Linked DNA regions of Triticum aestivum: region 1 is linked to region 2. A link is a contact called in public Hi-C data. All regions are on one chromosome and are shown on one strand. The core of a region is the stretch at or near the end of the contact, and the rest is flanking DNA. Distances in the headings are between cores, read along the strand shown.

Evidence for each region. Hi-C and Micro-C count contacts between places; a contact is called where the count stands out from the background.
Region 1: a Hi-C map of leaf shows a contact between it and region 2, with 2.4 times the contacts expected there. The contact joins the promoter of LOC123078518 here to the promoter of LOC123078517 in region 2. A contact is called at or near these places in 2 of 5 Hi-C or Micro-C datasets (both in leaf).

What each region holds. Positions count from the first base shown.
Region 1 is chr3D:296,919,622-296,922,970 of IWGSC CS RefSeq v2.1, forward strand. It overlaps LOC123078518 (inactive protein kinase SELMODRAFT_444075), which reads left to right and starts at 1,377. Exons shown (of 10, transcript XM_044501054.1): 1 at 1,377-1,645; 2 at 2,528-2,773; 3 at 3,060-3,199. The coding sequence starts at 1,642.
Region 2 is chr3D:296,626,723-296,630,206 of IWGSC CS RefSeq v2.1, forward strand. LOC123078517 (probable receptor-like protein kinase At2g42960) reads left to right here and starts at 1,381. Exons shown (of 9, transcript XM_044501053.1): 1 at 1,381-1,471; 2 at 3,141-3,198. The coding sequence starts at 1,381.

The DNA of each region.
Region 1 (3,349 bases), core at 127-2,626, 290 kb after region 2:
AAGGGAGTAGTAGCATAACATTAATTATATTACGTTATCTATCTATGTTACTATAACTATCTCTCTCCTTTAATTGACTGCCACATAATCATGTTTGTGAGTCTCAAGTACATGTTACTACTTATGTTACCCTAATATGGCCAGCCTTACAAGACAGGCAAGAATACACCTACAAACCTACTACGGATCGGAGGGCCACTGAATTGTCTGCAAGCGTACCAGCAGTACCACTTGATTGACTGGGGACATCGGCGGTACGTTTCAAAGGGCAGCCGGAGCTCATCATATTTTCTTGTACATATATATAGTGCACACAGTATACACGCTGACACATAGGTAGATAATTGGATTGTTAAAACGCTACGCACATAGCCAAACTGTTGGTTGCAATCATCTTTTGGGCGTCGCCAACGGTACACGGCTCTTTGCATGCTCACTTAGATAATAATACTCTCTCTGATACAACAGCTCTAATACAACTTTGATATGTAGTATTAATATTCCTATAGTGTAGTGATATCATCTAAAAACAATCTACCTGGGTCCTCATCTCATGTTTTCATTTTCTTCCAGTCGAATGGCCAAGGCAAAAACGTTTTGCACCTACATAAGCAGTGGCGGAGCTAGACCAGGAAGATTGTGTGTGTGTGGGGGGGGGGGGCAAAGAGAAAAAACAGTGGAAAACATCTCTATTTTTTAATCTAAATCTCTCTATAAAAAAAATTCTTCACTAAATTTGCCAAGATTGGGGGGCCATGGCACCTGCAGGATGCACATAGCTCCGCCAGTGTACATAAGAGTATACGTAAAAAGGGTTTTAACCCATTGACTTGTCACCTTTTACTAGTTTTAACCCATAGCATCCGTTCGTCGATAGCACCACTGCTCTCACATCACATCGCAATGGAAAGTACAACACACAATAAACACAAAAAGACATGTAAGTCCCTATACAAGGTAGCCCCTACGGGTTGCTGCATCCATCCAAGGGAAGAAAAGCCTGTAAAAAGGCTGGGAAATTTTCCGCCAAACTGCAGCAAAAGTTCAGAAATCAGATCAACCCTGTAGTAGGAGTAGGAACGAGGCGACGGCGATGGCCCACCAGGACCATGTCAGCGCCCTGCTCGTGCACCGGGACCACGCCGGGGCCGTGCACTGCCTGACACTGTCGCGTGGTCCCCACCTGGAAGCTGGGACCGCCTGCTCACGAGACAGCACCCTGAGCCGCATTCAATCCTGCGAGACTCCTCGGCCGTCCGATCCCAATCAGATGGCCGGCGATGGCGACCGGTTTTCAAACGCGTCGCATTTGAGTGGCAGCGCCGTTAATGCGACCAAGCCTGGAGGGTAGAACGGGTAGGCTACTCCTGGACGGCGAACGACGGTACCACTAGTAGGAACTGAAGCCTGAAGAGGTTAGCGTCACGCACAGCAATGGAGGTTTAATTGCTTGCGCTCCTTGGCTCTTTAATGGCCACCGCCTCCACCCGCCCCCGCTCCCACACGTACGGCACTATAGCGCCCTAGGTTTCGCATCGTACCCAGGTCAGGTCGTAGGAGGGGCGGCAGCGCGCGAGGCGGAGCTTCCTCTTCGTCGTCTTCTCCGGCGGCGGGCCGGGCGCTCCTCGTCTTATCTTCTCGATGGGTCTCTTCTCTTTCCCCATTTTGATTGAGCTGTCGTTTTCGTTTTTTGAATAGCTTCGATTCGCGTCGGTTCAGATGCCCCCGAAGTCCGCCCTGGAATGGCGGGCAAGTTTCCCGGGTATTTGAGAAGAGTAGGTGTTCGTTTATGGAAGGCAATGCGAGTCAAATATCGCGTCGGAGATCTGCTTTTGCATATGGAATGGGGAAATTTCCGTAGAAATTGACTCCATTTTGTCCCACTCGTGGTCGTGGAGGCCAATTTCGAGGCGGAGAGCGCGGCGAGATCTGTGCGAAGATTCGAACGATTTTTCAATGATTTGGGGATTCCTACGGCGTGCTGGGAATCGTGTAGGCTGGGAGGACGAGGCGGCACTGTGCAATCTGACCGGTTTGGCGCAACGGGGAGGCGGGGTCACCTCGTCGTCTCATCCCAGACAGCGAGAGCGAGCTGGAGCTGGAGCTGGGCTCTCTCCCCTTCCCCGTCTCCCTATTCCGGCTACAGTGGCGGCGAGGACATCCATTCACAGGCGGCAGTGGTGCCCGCTCTGCGGCCAGCCATAAAGTGGGCGATCTTTCTCTCAATCCGCAGCAGCTTGGTCGTCGAGAATCCGGGACCCAGCTGAGGAGGAAAGGCCGTCTCCTTTTTACTGCCTTGCCGCCATCTTTACTGGTCTTTGGCTGCCTTTTGGTTCTGTGAACAGAGTTCGGTGTCCAACGCCGCTGGCAACTGTCAGTAGCTCCTCCTATCTCATTTGCATTTAAGCACTTGGGGCTGGTTGTTGCGTTGTTTGTACTAGGCATTACTACTCCTACTTGTTTGCTTCTTGGGTTTGGCCAGCACTTCCGTGGTTCGGCTGTTTAGAGGGAGCTTCTTGATTTGTAGGCATCGCCGGAGAGGAGGTGATGGCGAGCTCTATCAAGCAGCAGCAGCTGCTGTTGCAGCAGAGGAAGGGGAAGGCCGTCGCCGACAAGGGCGCACCGGCTGCTGCTGCCGAGGAGAAGGTGGTGGTGGCGGTGCGTGCTGCCATTAGGGAGATCTCCAAGACAGCCATCGTCTGGGCTTTGACGCACGTCGTGCAGCCCGGCGGCAACATCATACTCCTCGTTGTCATCCCGGCACAGAGCTCTGGTATTGTTTCCTTTCCTTGCAATCCTGTCCGTCCTTCGCAAATGCAGTTTTCTACTTTTGTTGTACTGCGGTGTTGTTTTGGGGGCTTAGCTATAATAGTGCATCCTATATGCACATTAGTTGCACAGCTAAATGCATATATGGGTTGCCATCATTGGTCTCTAAACTCTTCTGTTACCATGATCACTGAAGTTGCTGCACTTTGTCCAGTACCTTCCACGAGTTCTGGGTTGAGTTTTGAATTTTGTGGTAGTGGCCTTAATGCACTATGGTTTCCCTCTTTCAGGCAGGAAGTTCTGGGGCTTTCCTCTATTTGCGGGAGATTGCGCAAGTGGCCATAAGACCATGTTGGATCAGAAGTCAGATGTCTCAGAGCTGTGTTCGCAAATGATGCTCAAACTTCATGATGTTTATGATGCAAGCAAGGTTTGTACATGCTTCTGTACATGTTTTTTTTTGTGCGGTGGAAATGGGAGCTTTATTGATTAAGTGACAGAATAACAATCGGTAGCCAGCAGGCTAATCAGGATCACTGTTAATGCTTCTGTACATGTTTTCTTGACTCCTATCACACAC
Region 2 (3,484 bases), core at 131-2,630:
TGTTAAATTGTGATTCAAATTCTACCATGTTAGACTAGACGTAGTACAAACGGTGTGGGCGTTGCATTGACGTTGACGCGTACGAGTACAACTCGTTTACTTGTTCTTCAAGGACTCTCATGTATTGCCCTCATATATACCCTATTTAGTCGCACCTAATGACGGTCCGTTGTCTCGTGCTTGTAATACTCCTCCATCATAATGATTACGTCTTCATGCGTCCATGATTTTCTCCCGCAAAGGTTTTCATGTAAAAATCCATGTCTCGTGTCTTGTTTATTCTCGTTTTATCTAACAGTGTGGCCTTTAGTTTTTTCTTTAGTGTTTTAAAGCCACCTAACAAGGAAGCTAGCGCTGTTACAAAAGGACCCATGCAAAAATTAGTCAATTTACGAGCCATCAAACATAGACTGAGGTGGCAACCACGTGGTCGTTTTTTCTTCCAAATCTGTTTTAGTCTTATCTATATCTATATCTATATACCAATATAAAAAGAGTGAGTTGCAGAGATCCAATAAATCTCATCCGTTCAACCACATCTATCCAACGGTATACGTCACTCCGGTTTTTAGCACTAAACACATTTAAGCACCCTCCACTAATTAACCAAGTAATTATATCCTACCTAATATTAATATGTAGTTTATATCTTGCCTAATATTAATAAGCAATGTAATTATTATCTTGACTAATATTAACATGCATTGCACATTAGTTTGATTAAATTAACGAGTTTATGTTCTAAATTGATCAATTTCTGAGTTGTTGGACTAAAGCATGCAACCAGTTTCAGTTAATGGAGTAGCAGCGTATTTCACTCCCAAATTTATAATAGACTACTAGAGCTGCTTTGAGGGCACCCAATTCTACACCTAATTAGTGCGGTATACATTAACTAACACCGATTACATGAAATGGCAGCATAAGCATAAAACCAAGTTTTGCACTGAATTTAAAAGCCCACAATGACCAGAGCCGCCGGAAAGAAAATCCGCCGCACTACTGGTCGGCACTCCCTATGTAAGGAAATATAAAGTAGTGATCTAAAAGCTTATGTTTCTTTACGGAAGGAGTACTTGCGTGTCAAAATCTTTTTTTTATTTTATATTTTGAAACAAGCAATTGTTTTTTAACAGGCTGCTAAAATGTTCGGCAGGGGAGTTCACGGTCGGAGGCCCGTGGACCGTGGTGGGTCCGACACACACACGGTCGCTCATCCAGATCTCGTCACATGAAAATGCAGCGGGCGCTCTTTGGTTTGTCACGGGAAAGCTTTTTTTTTTTTTTGAGGGATTTGTCACGGGAAAGCTACAGATATCTACCCATTGGTACGTACCGTTCACCAGCTTTTGTCTTGCACTCGTTAGAATTCCCCGCACCATGGTTATATTTGTTCTTCTTTGGCGAGAAACACAAGGTGACATGACACGCGGGAGTAGGTTGGTTCCTTCACAGTTCACACAGAGCGAACGTACGTACGTACGTACATGCGCCATCTTCTTTTGGTTTCTTCGACCTCAAGGAAAGGAAAGGAAAGGAGGGCAATACAGCACAGGTCGATGAACCCCAAAGCCGCTACCATCTTTACACGAGTGCGCCCCTGCTTTTCTTTCACTTATAATCAGTGGGAGTTGTAAAGCAAAGGAGGAGGAGGATAATGCCTAGCCAAGGAAGGGAGCCCAACCTAGCAAGATATTCCTGACCGAACAACTTGGTCACGATTGCACACGTTCACAGAAAATATTGGTACTCCTTATTTCACAAGTGTAGACTAGTCTCATTTCATGCATCTAGCCTTAGTTTTTTTCATTCACAGAAGAAATTTTCATCTATTTTGGCGTTTTAATTCGGCAGACAAGCTGATCCGGATACAGCTCACCAAAATCCAACCAAGAAAAAAGAAAACGAGCTGGTGGTACTAGTAGTACTAAATTCCAGTGCTACTCTAGGCACAGACACCCGGCCGAAAGAAACCAACAAGCGTGTGCCGGACCAGGAAGGAAGAGAGGCACCTCACCAACCAAGAGAAATCTCCTCGCCTCAACCAAGACTCGACTTGCTGGCTGGCCTCGGCCACTTCGATCTCTCCACCTCTCGAGTAGGGTATAGGAGTACCAGGGGTGGCGGGGCCGAATGGTGGTCTCCGTGAGCGCGGGCGGTGGGGTGGCGGACGGGTTGCCGACTCTGGGTTCGGCCTCCTCTGCCCGTTCTTGGCCCGCTTGATGATGCCCAGGTGAGCATGGTTGATAAGATATAAGATGCCTGTAGTTTTCAGGCTGTGTGTGAGAGTGCAGGCGAGTTGCTTGTGTGTTTGCCTACCAAGGCTCGCATCAAAAAGATACGTGCTGCGTGACTCACATGGTGCTCCCATGGAAGGCACCGGAGCTATTTGCCCCAGATTTAGTCAGTGTTAATGTGTTCAGGGTGTTTACTCGAAGTAGATGAGCCGAGTTAATAGTTTCTTTTTGATGAAACCGAGTTAATAGTTTCTTGGTACTCTTGGATGAATGTCGCTCATAATTGAACCCAAGCTGCTAGTCTTTATCACCCTCTATCTATAAACTGGACTTCCCCATCTCTGCTTCCAGTCTGTGCCCTATGAAAGTTGGATCGTCTCTTCTTTCTTGATCATGATATATAGAGTTTTTGTGTGTTCTTTTGATTTGTCAATGTATTGTCAGTACCCTGGGAAACATCACGTACTCAAGGTTGCTTCATAAAATGAGTATGATATGTTTGAGCTTTGGAGCTAATGTTAATGGACCCGAGTATCCAGCGAACGTCAGATTTTTAGGCATTTTCATGGCAAGTTGTGTAACTTGTGTTTGCAGAGGATGGCAAGTCTAGTTGGCGAGCATGGCAAATCCGCCTCGGTTCATTTTTTTTCCAGGAAATTGCCATGCTTGCAAACTAAATTTGCCATCCTTGCACCAGTATAAATTGCCATGAAAAATGTTTGATTTGCCATGCCTATAAATCCGGCGTCAGATTTTTAGCATTTGCGATGTTAATTGCACTCAGAGACCAATCAATTGCTTATAACGGCTGTTTGTCTTATACATTATGAATAAATTGGTCGTTTGGACTTCCTGAATTCTGTAGATAATCTTCTTTTAACATTCTTATCGATGTTGAATTAGGTTTTTATGTTGCTGGTCTGGTCTATGAGCTGCAAGTGACTGTCCAGTTGTCGGTCAGGTAAACAATCTGTAACTCGGTGTTTAATTCTCGTATAATGCTATAATCATTGAAGGCAGGGATCTCTACATGATCTTGTGCTATTTTGTTACATTTTAGTGAAGAGATTATGTTAGTACTGTATTCAATTTTTTTCTGGAGTGCCATCAGCACTTCTTGGTTTCTAGTAAAGCCATTCTTGTGTGATTTACTTGAATAACCTTTATGTAACTAGCCATTTAATTCTCTTTTTGGTAACCTTGATAATGGCTTTATGTGTTGTTACCAATTTATTATTCAATCTCTT